Linked DNA regions of Mus musculus: all the other regions are linked to region 3. Evidence: chromatin contacts called from public Hi-C and promoter capture Hi-C data. All regions are on one chromosome and are shown on one strand. The core of a region is the stretch at or near the end of the contact, and the rest is flanking DNA. Distances in the headings are between cores, read along the strand shown. Region 1 holds the start of Smtn (smoothelin). Region 2 holds the start of Urgcp (upregulator of cell proliferation). Region 3 holds the start of Ascc2 (activating signal cointegrator 1 complex subunit 2). Region 4 holds the start of Pik3ip1 (phosphoinositide-3-kinase interacting protein 1).

Region 1 (2,700 bases), core at 191-2,690, 1.1 Mb after region 3:
TAGGTCAGTCTGGAGACGGGCCAGGGCCTGACAAGCGGTAGGGTGAGGGCGCACAGCGCTAAATAGACAATCCCGGAAACAGGCACCCACCTCGGCCATTCATTGATCTCAGCCAGCGCGAGCAGGCGGTTCACTGGAGCAATCGGCTTCCCACTCAGGTAGGGAAGACTAGGAAACCTCCACAGCCGGCGTCTTCGTCGGTTTGGCGCATTTCTTCTGCCTCCCCCGCAAGGGGCTTCCTTCTCTAGGTCTTATTTTCCAATATATAAGGTGAGAGGACCACCTCTTGGGGCTGTGGGAGGAAACAAAAAGACTTTAAATGGACACAGGTCCTCTCTTTGGGTGTGTAAAGGTTGGTCTTGGAGAAATCTGAGTTGGAGCTCTCTGAGAGACTACAGGAGCCAGCTCAGCCCTACCTCAGTTCCACATTATAGTGTTAGCAGAGATTAGAATCCCTGCTAGGTGGGATGAACCTCGACTCCATTACCCATAGGCTTTTGTCTCATCTGTATAAGGGAACAGTCAAATCTCATTAAGTTGTTATGGATATTATAATCTGATACACAACACACAACACACACACACACACACACAAGAAATACGTTGGTGCTTTTATGGTTTTTATTTGATTTACAGTTTTTATTTATCAAGCTGGACTCCAGACTTTATCTGCCCAGGCTCCACCCTACTTTTTTCTTAGGCAAGACCAGTAGGGCGGCTCCACAGCCTCCAGGATGACAGGGAAGCTTTCCCTCCAGGGTCTGAGCTCTTGGGTCTCCTGGTTGACTCTTTGTATTGTCTCCTTGGGATCTTCAGTTTCCCCCATTTGTTGAGTTGCGAGGTTCATACTCCCTATTTAGAACTTCGGGGGTCTCAGAGGCAGACTTTAAAGAATTTGGGAGAGCATGCTACATATATGAGCAAGGAAGGTACGATATGATTGATCCTGCTCCATCTCAGATGTCCTGGGCGACTCAATAATTGTCAAAATGCTGCTGGTCACCCAGTCTCCTTACCCTGAGGTGGCACAGACCAGGTGTCCCGAAAGCGCCCTTTGAGCGTTGAGTTGACTGGGCAGTCTGTGTACTAAGGCGCCTAGTGGGTGGAGTCCGGAGAAAGGATGTGGTCTCAAGAACAAAAAGGAGGGCAGGGAGGGGCTGTCAGGACCGCTCAGGGCTTACAGGATCCCAAGATACTTATTTGCCCGGTTTGTGGCACATTCCGGACTTTGGCTTAGAGCCTGTATCCTGGTGAAGCCCACCCGAGGATGTCTAGGACCTCGCAACAGCAGTCCCCAAAACTACAATACCCAACATGCCTGTACAGTGAGGGGCTGGAGTCTTTTGGGGGCGGGTCCTAAAAAATTGAATTTTCCCAATGGGACCAGAGCAGGGGCGTGTCTCAACAGAGAATTGGCTGGGACAGCTTGGCAGGGCGGAGCCAGCCATCTGGCTGGCGCCGCGGGACAGGCGTCTGCAGCAGAGTCCAGGGTACGTTGCTGAACCGGCCTGGGCTCCTGGGCTGCGGCTCCTCCCGTCGGTCTGCCGGTCTCTACTGCATCTACCGGGTCCCGACCAAACTAACACGAAACTGCGCCGGAACGGCGGGCCGGACTGAGAGGTGGGTATGAGGATCTCGGGTCTACTCTAGGAGTCCGGATGAGTCCGGGGAAGGGGGTGTGAAACCTGGATGTCTGGACAGGGATTCTGAAACTCCCAGGTCCGGGAACCCTAGCCAAATCACGAGAACTCCAAAGACACATGGTTGAAGTTCTGAGACCCTGGGGAAAGAGTCTTGAAGAGACTCTATGGACTTGGAAGAGGCTTCTCGATCCCCAGAGACACTAATCTATAGGGAGCTGATACCTCGAGGAATCTTTCCCAGATCCTGACCCATCTCTCGCAGGGCCTTAACAATCCCCAGGACTGAAAACTCTGTAGCATGAAGCCATGAGAATGGTGGCAAGCAGTGGCAGGAATTTCTGAGCAGACAGTCCCGAGTATCACCTAGGTTTGGAACTAACAACACCCTTACCCAACATGAAGAAGCATAGCATGTCCACAATACTTAAGATTGGGCACTGGGGAGGGGTAGTTACCCCAGACAGAGTATCTAGACTAGGAGGTAAAGACTCTAGCAGTGCCTTCCAACTCCAACTAGTGCGCACTGGGACTCCCCCAGACCCATTCACCGGATGGGGTGACTCACACCAAGTGACTGTTGTAGAGAGGGAGTGGATGATTTCGGGATGAATCAATGGAGGTGGGGGGTCCAGAGGCCATTTCAGTCACCACATTAGCAAAACATCCAGGTGTGCTAGACCATGGAACCACAAATTCCAGAGACACTGGGGACTCCAGGAAGGAGTGATTTGGGCTAGAGACTGGCACCAGATTTAGGAATCCATTTTGACGGTCAGTGGTTGAACAAGAAACAAACAGCCTGGAGTCTTGGGCAGCATCTTGGAAGGGGACTTCAGAAGGCAGAAGTCACCAAGATTTGTGTTAGGTTCTTTCTGCCCTTTGAGTCTGAGTTTTTCTGACCCCCTGTGATGAATCTTTGACCATCTCCCATCCTCTCAGTTTGCCTGAAGTCCAGAGGTTGGGTGGGTCAGCTTCCCAAGGCCCTTCCAGTTGGAAAGTGAACTGTGAGTGAATTCTGAGTGTGTGAATGGACAGGGAGAGAGGGACACCTGGCTCC
Region 2 (2,700 bases), core at 137-2,636, 1.1 Mb before region 3:
CTGTCTTATCTGGGCAACTGTAGCTAGTAAGTAGGCAGAGCCCAGTTTCCAGCCTAGGTGTTCTGGTCGATGGGCAAATTGTTCAATTATCTCTTCGGTGCTTTATAATCTCTTTGGTGTTTAATATTCTTTTTTTTTAAGATTTATTTATTTTATTATCTGTAAATACACTGTAGCTGTCTTCAGACACTCCAGGAGAGGGCGTCAGATCTCATTACCGATGGTTGGGCGCCACCATGTGGTTGCTGGGATTTGAACTCAGGACCTCTGGAAGAGCATTCAGTGCTCTCAACCACTGAGCCATCTCTCCAGCCCGGTGTTTAATATTCTTAGTGGTGAAGAGAATACTATCTCAATGTTGGGCCCTGCCCCGCATGGTGGTGCACACTTTTAATCTCAGCACTCTGGAGAAAAAGCAGGCAGGTGGAACTCCATGAATTCAAGGCCATCCTGGTCTACACAGCAAGCTCTTGGCAGGACAGTGTTAAACAGAGAACCTGTCTCAATGAAAATAAAGAAAAAGAACTTGAAGGTAGGAAGGTGGGGAGGAGCTGGGAAGGGAAATTATAGTGACACATAGTTTGTATTTTTTTTCTCATTTTCTCAACAGTTCATTACTACCGTTTGATTTGATTTTACTGGTTATGAGTTCTGAAATGACATGATTGGACTAATGCTTTTATGTCACAGAAAGGAAAATGCACTGTATGAAAAAAATAAATTGAAAAAACAACTTAATGTGATAACACAAAAATGCCACCAGCAGTGGTTTGCACTGCATAGTCCAGAGTTTGTTTCTTTAAATTAGGTATTTTCTCTTAAAAGATATAATTTGTCTTTGAAACTAATTTAGCAGGGGCTGGAACCAAGCCTCAAAATTTTACATGCCTAAATATTCATAGCTTGTAGGTGATTCTGGGAAACCCCACTGCACAAGTTCTAAACTTTTTATTTCTATGTAATACAAGATAAGGCTTAATATACACACTTAAAAAAAAAGTGGGAAACCAGCTCAGAGGCCAACATTACTCCACCCCGCTGCGAACTAGTAGCAGGAGAGATGTTGTTTTCCTTTAGAACAGCAACACTGTACACCCCAGAGGTAGAGGAAAGTGCGTTTCTTACAGAAATTAACATCAGAATGCGGGGACTAGAGGGTGGTGTCCAGCAGTCTGGCAGCTGTCAGTGGCCCCAGGGCAGGTCTGGCTCCGCAGGTGAGTTCCAGCCTCCGGGCAGCGGGCCGGCCTGGCCGGTGGCTGCCGTAGGTAGTGCTCTGGGCCCAGGGCGTCCTCTCCCTCGCCCCAGGCGCCCGCCTGCCCTCCACTGAGCTCAGCCCACGGCGCCCGACGCCCTAACGGAGCGGGCGGGGGCGGCCTACAGGCCCCTCCCCGGCGCCCGGCGGCAGCCGCGCAAGCAGCGGAGGAGGCGGGAGCGCCCAGGCCGCTGCGCTCATGGCGTCGCCGGGGTGAGTGAGGCGCTCCGGGTGTGCGGGGGGCGCCTGTTGGGCGAGGGGCGGGCGGAACTGTGCGTGTCCACCACCCGGCGCCCCCTTGGCCTCGGCCGGACCCCGGCTGACTCTGTCCCGCCAGGTGCCTGTCCACGACCCGCGGCCTCCCCCGCCGACCTTGGGCGGTCGTAGCCGGGCCAGGGTCTCCCGGCAGGGCCGCGGGCAGGACCAGCCAGGACAGCGGCCGGTCAGGGCCGGAGAAACGGGTTCTGGAGAGGGGCAGCAAGGAAGCTGCGGGAGGGGACTCGGGGTCCTAGGGCTCGGCTGAGGCCGCAGAGCGGCTTAGCAGGCCTGACGTGTGTTTCTGGCGTTTAGACTTGCTTGCGTTGGAAGTTGATGCTTGGGTTCACAGTCATTAGGGGACATCCCCAGGCTGTCCCACGTCAGGGCAAGTGGGGCTCAGCTGGACTGGACCCTTGTCCAGAGTGAAAAAGCGGATTCGGGATCTAAGACTGCCTGTGTTGGGGTGGGGGTGGGGGTGCTTCTGTGGGATGGCTACACTTGTTCTGGTATTACCTCTTTCCTAGTGCTCGTTCTCTCTCCCAAATAGTGTTCTTAGGAAATTATATAGTGACACATAGTTTGTATTTTTTTCTCATTTTCTCAACAGTTCATTACTACCGTTTGATTTGATTTTACTGGTTATGAGATCTGAAATGACATGATTGGACTAATGCTTTTATGTCACAGAAAGGAAAATGGGTCTCAAGGTCATCGCTATAGGTGGTAAACATCTTTTTGACTGTACGCCATCATTCAGAGGGTCTCAGACCCAGTAGTACTGGTAGCAGCCCACGCTGTGTATCATTGCAGTTAGAAGACTTACAGGTGCAGGAGGACTTCTGGGGGAAGCATGTAGAAGTTAGCTCTCCCACAAAGGCAGACTTCACTATGCTAGGGAGTGATTTGGCTCGGTACAGTGGTCTGAATGAAGGTGAATGAAGCAATCTGAACTTGATCCAGGCCTGCAGGCGCCAGTCAGATCATGGGCAATTTCCACCTGCCTAATGCCTTTCTAGGCTCGAGGGCAAGCAGGCACTTCTGAGACCAGGCCTTTTTCAATGCCAGCTGGGTATCCAGTACTTTGAGCTCATAAGGAGAATAAACTGTGATCCATCCTGGGCAGGCCAGGCTTTGGACCCAGAGGGCCAAGGTCCCTCTACATTCTTGCCCAGCCTCATAGGAAAGTGTAA
Region 3 (2,700 bases), core at 156-2,655:
CAGTGTTCCCACCCAGTGTTCTCTTTTTTTAAAATAACACCTTGGCCTTATCCACAGGAAGGACATGTGTATTGGGCCAGCCATGCAATGGAGATCAACGAACCCTTTCAAAAGGCATGCCAGCAAAAGAGCATATGACACACATGAATACATCAAGGCTAGGAGGAGGAAGTCACTATGTCCTCACAGACAAGCTGAGGATATGACCAGCTATTTCTTACCAGGTGATATAAAACATATTGACAAGTCAATATGTCTGGCCCAGCCCTGGCAATATAAGACATATTGATAAGACAAGAGCAGCATGTTTGTTAGATACTGAGTGCTCTTCTAAGTGCTTTTCTTGGCATTAACATAATTTTGTTTTCAAATACTAGGAAACAAGGTCTTGCCATATAAACTGGCTCTTAACTGTAGCAATCTCCTGCCTCAGTGTCCTGAGTGCTGGTATACACTACTATATGCAACATCACACACCACTCTTTCCTCGCATTCATTCATATATATATACATATATATATATATGAATCAATTAATTAATTAATTTTGTTACATCGTAGACAGGGTCTCATGTAGCCTAAGCTGTTTTTGAACCAATCTTTCTGACTCAACCTCCTGAGTGCTGAGATTACAAGTATGTGTCATCACATCTGACTCTAGATGCTTCAGTCCCAACTATGTACGCAGGCACTAGACTTTGAGTTTTAAAAGGACCAGGACCGGTGTGCACCACTCTACAGTCTATGCTGGGCAAAGCAGCAGAGGCCAATCAATAGTTAACTGTTTCCGGGTGGACGGGTGGAGGGTCGTGATATAATCAACAGTTGTAATATGCCAGAGAGCATCTCGGAGCTACTGTTGCTTTAGTTTCTCTATCAGAAAACCTTCTCTGGTCTTCTCCCTGTAGTCTCTCTCCTTGTTACTCACTGTCATATCTTTAATGTGTAACTGTCTCCTTCCTCTAGACTGTAAGCTTCACGAGAGCAGAGCCTCGTCTGTCCTGCTCTTTGTACCCTCTGCGCCTAGGTCTGTACTAGGCACGTGGCTGTCGATCAACAAATACATGCTGAACAAATGAATGAACATGGAGGAAACTGAAGCTTGGGAGAAGGTGGTGGGGACCGGGGATCGTCCCAGGTCTCTCTAGGACCAAGCCTTAAAATGAACCGGAACTCCAGGCTCTGGTTCTCCAAGTGGGGGGAATCACAGCGGCTGGGGCAGTGTAAGCCTGGCTCCGCCGCGAAGCCCGTGGGCTGGAGGGTGCCGAGGGCGCCCGAAGCACGGTCCTGGCTCCTCCCGAGCACCACCGGTGGGGCCCCGGCACGTACTTACCTCCCCGGCTCCACACCCGAGATGTTCAGCTGCAAAACACCACAGCTTCCACAGATCCAGCACTTCCGGGGTCAAACTGCGATTCCGTAGGCGCAGAAAGGAAGCCAACCTGCTCTGCCTGGCCCCGCCCCCGGCGCCAACTGTGGAGGTGGGGAATGCCACGGCCACGCCCCACAGAGACGACCCCGCCCCCTGGAGGCGCAGGAATTTGACCCTGACCACTCCCTCTTGGTGGCCACCCTCCTGGGTTAAGGCAATCCAGTTTGGGAAGCTCTCAGAAATCCAGGCTTCCACCCTACTCAGTTACCAGTTTTCAAATTTAATCCAGAGAAGTTTGAACGAGTCAAAATCACAAATGTGACGTTGAGAGAGCAGAGGAAGGCAGATGAGCTCGTATAGTTCACTTACCGAACGCTCTAAAACAGTTAAAAATGTGTAGTTATGGCTTTTGATGGTGGTTACTTCTTAGGTTAGTAAACAGGAAGATCCCACAAATGAAAATGGAGGTCTTCATCTTGGCGGTGGCCACATACACAGACGGACAGATGGGTTTACTTAGGCAGACTTAGCAAATTGTACACTTAAGATTTGTCCATGTATTTAGCCGGGTACACTGTAGGCAAGCTGACCCAAAACTCACTGTGTAACTCAGTATAGCTTGGAACTGATGACTATCCTCCTGCTTCAGCCTCGCAGATGCTGGAGTTAAAAGTGTCTACCACATGTTGTTTAAATCAGAAAGGCTGAGTATAGCTATTTTAAGAACAGGATACATTTTTTCCAAAGAAATGTCTCAGATGGTGAAGAGCTAGTGGCTCCCAAGGCTGGATAAGGATCATCACAGAAAACTAGTGGGTAATAGCCAGCTGCTGCTGCTGGTGCAGCCTGTAATTCTAGCCCTTGGGAGGCTGAGGAATGACTGAGGGTTCCAGGACAGCCAGGGCTATACTGTGGAAGGGCTCACATTGTCAGGAAAACAAGCAAATAGTTGTGAAGTAATGGGAGAGATGTTAAGCGGCTGAATTAGTGGGTAGATGGGCTCTAAACCAGAAATGGGAGGAGTGTGCTAATTGGTTATATTTCACCACGAAAAAAGTTCTCACAGACTTTGCAGCTTATTACAAAACAGCCCACATTTTCTTTGATTAAGAATCTAAACCTGACTGGGTGGTGGTGGCACAGGACTTTAATCCCAGCACTAGGGAGGCAGAGGCAGGCTTATCTCTGTGAGTTCAAGGCTAGCCTGGTCTACAAAGTTAGTTCCAGAACAGCCAGGGCTGTTACACAGAAACTCTGTTTTGAAAAACAATAAATAAACAACGGATCTAGGCATGACTTAGCAAGTCCTGTTTACATCTGAGTGTCCCA
Region 4 (2,700 bases), core at 68-2,567, 1.3 Mb after region 3:
CCCGGCGGACACTCACTGGGCTCGGTGAGCGACTCGCGGCTGCCTTGCGCGGCCAACCAGTTGAGGCAGCGGAGACCCGGCGCGGGCGAGGGCTGGTCCTCCCGGTACAGGTGGCCGTTGTCCCAGAAGCAGCCTATGAGGAAGAGGAACCCGCCCGAGACTCTTAGTGCGTTTCTCTGGCCCCGCGGGAGAAAGCCCTGTGTACCTCAGAGTGTCACGCCCCTGGCGGCGTTTGGTCCACACACAACACTCGATTTAGCTTTCTTCTTCCTTCCCTTCCCTTCCCTTCCCTTCCCTTCCTTCCTTCCTTCCTTCCTTCCTTCCTTCCTTCCTTCCTTCCTTCCTTCCTTCCTTCCTTTTAAAAAAGCTTAAGATCGCTGCACAACTGCAAAGGGTTGTTATTCTTGGACTTGGGACCACTTTGAAGGTACAAGAAGGTCTTTCTCCCTAAGGTCTTTCTGTGGAGATGGTGAGTTTGGTTCTGGGCAGTCAGACATGGAAGTCATCCCAGTGTTGAGAAGTCAATGTTATATAAACTGGTGTTCCCTTCTCTACGAATACAGCCACTTTCTGCTAGTTTAACAGACACCGCCAGCTCCCAAGAGAATTCCACAAAAGCCTTTGATTCAGGGAAGCAAAAGATCCAATAGAGACCCCAGCTGAGGGTCTCTGCCTCATCTCTTAAGCTCCCACTCCCCTCAGCAGAGAGCCACGGGAGGAGGCTGGAGAGGGGAGGTTCGTGCGCCTGCCACACAAAGCAAACGGACTTTAAAAGGGTAAGACTCTGGGGAGTAGAAGAGACGAATTCCACTCCATCCACTCGTGTGAAAGGAAAGGGAAAGAGAAAGTGACTACTTGTCTTTGTTCTTAATGGCAAAGATGGAGCTGCAAGCCTCTGGCAAGGAAGGAGAGAGGAGAGAAGAATGCTTTCGTAGGATAACGAGAAAAGCAGCCAAAACCTTCCTTCCCTGTCGGCCTGACCACGTTTGGGGAATCTGTTTCATTTAAGTTGCTGCAGAAAGGGGGAGAAAACGTAATCTCACCTCCAGATCCATAGGCTTCTGCCAGAAGCATGTTGCTGAGAAGAAATGTGTGTACCCAAGCCAACAGCATCCTCGTCTCTTCGGCTCGCAGGTGACTCAACAGCCAGTGTCCAAATGGGGGGGGGGGGTCCTCCTTGGCAGCAGTTTTGTCTCCTTGCAGTCAGACTGGCCGGCCCCTGTTATGCTCTTCTGGTAAACAGCCTCTCTTTAGAACTGGGAGCTTCCCAGCTAGCTTGCTGCAGCCGAGGTGTTTTTCAGCTGAAAGGCGCCCCCTGGGTCCTAAGCCTCCTAGACCTTACCAGATCACTAACCCTGAGCCAAGAGAGGAACTCAGCCAAGCCGAGAGTGGCAGAGAGGTTTTGCTTAGCAGCAGCTCCGCGTGAGACCTGCACAACTGCATGCCCAGGGCTTTTCTTCCTTTTCCACCAGTGTGAGTACAGAGTCACTGTGTCAGAAGGCATCGTGGAGTGGGGTGGATTAGGAGCCCCAAAAGCACTACACAGTTGTAAGAGCGGATGCTGATTGCAGAAGCAGGAAGAATTTAAGACCACATAGACAGCACAACTAAGAATTATCTGTCTGGAAGCAATATATTTAAATTGTACTTTGCTAGGGCCAGTTCAGTCACATTCCTTTACTAACATTTGAGGTTTGGGTTATCCATATATAGTAGGAACACAGAAAGGGTATCATTAGCTGAAAATACATGTTACACAAACATTGAATTCCTTTAGCTATATTGTAAAGTCCACCCTTTTTACCAGCCCAGAAGTAAAATGTCTTCCTTCCAACTCCCCTCAAGCAGTATATAGGAAATCTAGTTGCAATAATTTGTGTCTACAGTTAAACCACATCCACATAACTTAGGGCTTTTGGAGTTTCTATTTGGCTGGCAGTTGAAGTTCCCAAGCAGCCTCAGTAAACTGAGAGAACAGGGTGGTTTGCCAAGACTACCTTGTGACTGGGGCAAATCCAAGAATAGAAACTCTGTTTTGATCTTGCCACAATGTAGGGAGGAAAAAAATAACACTATGAAGTAAGTTTTATAGACTTTATCATAGTGGAAAGCTAATGTGATTCTAACTATGAGAAGTGATTGAACCCTGATGTGTCTTTTAAGAAGAAAAGGGTTATTTTTATTTGTGGGTTTATCTGTGTCTGTACTCAGGCCATAGGAAAACTTCAGGGCCTCAAGAACTGGGGTTATAGGCAGTTGTCGACCATGGGAGGTAGCTGAAGTAGGCAGTGGAACTCGGGTCAGCTCTTCTTGAAGAGCAGCAAGTACTCCTAGTCTCTGAACCATGTCCCCAAACCACCTGACATGCCTTTTAAAACCATTGTCCGGACTGGGGAGGTGGCTCATTAGTTACGAGCACTTGTTGCTCTTGCGGAGCACTTAGTTCAGTTCCCAGCACTTAGCATAAGGCCATCTGTGTCCAGATCCAGAATATGGACTCCCTCCTCTGATACTCAGTCATGCACATACACATATGCTGGCAAAACACACATATAAACACCGCCCCCCAAAGAGTGCGTGTGTGTGCGTGTGGGGGTGGGGTTGGGGAGGGGTGGGGGGGTGTGCATGTGGTGTGTATATATGTGTGTGGTATGTGTGTGTGTAGGGTCAGATCACATGGTGTGTGCCCATGTGTGTAAA

What was found. Promoter capture Hi-C pulls out the DNA fragments that hold promoters and counts their contacts. A called contact is a pair of places that touch in the nucleus more often than the background predicts. Capture Hi-C pulls out chosen DNA fragments and counts their contacts.
Region 1: a promoter capture Hi-C map of liver shows a contact between it and region 3, with 2.8 times the contacts expected there. The contact joins the promoter of Smtn here to the promoter of Ascc2 in region 3. A contact is called at or near these places in 2 of 39 promoter capture datasets (both in liver), 1 of 115 datasets of contacts at active chromatin or transcription factors (astrocytes) and 2 of 9 other capture datasets (adipose tissue and liver).
Region 2: a contact with region 3 is called in a Hi-C map of B cells, with 6 read pairs. The contact joins the promoter of Urgcp here to the promoter of Ascc2 in region 3. A contact is called at or near these places in 1 of 39 promoter capture datasets (liver) and 1 of 484 Hi-C or Micro-C datasets (B cells).
Region 4: a promoter capture Hi-C map of liver shows a contact between it and region 3, with 2.5 times the contacts expected there. The contact joins the promoter of Pik3ip1 here to the promoter of Ascc2 in region 3. A contact is called at or near these places in 2 of 39 promoter capture datasets (both in liver) and 1 of 115 datasets of contacts at active chromatin or transcription factors (astrocytes).

Annotation. Positions count from the first base shown.
Region 1 is chr11:3,538,032-3,540,731 of GRCm38.p6, reverse strand. Smtn (smoothelin) reads left to right here and starts at 1,440. Exons shown (of 20, transcript NM_001284427.1): 1 at 1,440-1,620. It overlaps Gm11946 (a long non-coding RNA gene), which reads right to left. Exons shown (of 6, transcript XR_001780145.2): 3 at 1,017-2,700; 4 at 91-292.
Region 2 is chr11:5,739,862-5,742,561 of GRCm38.p6, reverse strand. Urgcp (upregulator of cell proliferation) reads left to right here and starts at 1,386. Exons shown (of 6, transcript NM_178623.3): 1 at 1,386-1,465. The coding sequence starts at 1,452.
Region 3 is chr11:4,636,455-4,639,154 of GRCm38.p6, reverse strand. Ascc2 (activating signal cointegrator 1 complex subunit 2) reads right to left here and starts at 1,405. Exons shown (of 20, transcript NM_029291.2): 1 at 1,333-1,405.
Region 4 is chr11:3,329,348-3,332,047 of GRCm38.p6, reverse strand. It overlaps Pik3ip1 (phosphoinositide-3-kinase interacting protein 1), which reads right to left and starts at 1,317. Exons shown (of 6, transcript NM_178149.4): 1 at 1,044-1,317; 2 at 17-133. The coding sequence starts at 1,113. Gm12592 (predicted gene 12592) reads left to right here and starts at 858. Exons shown (of 2, transcript NR_165248.1): 1 at 858-1,134.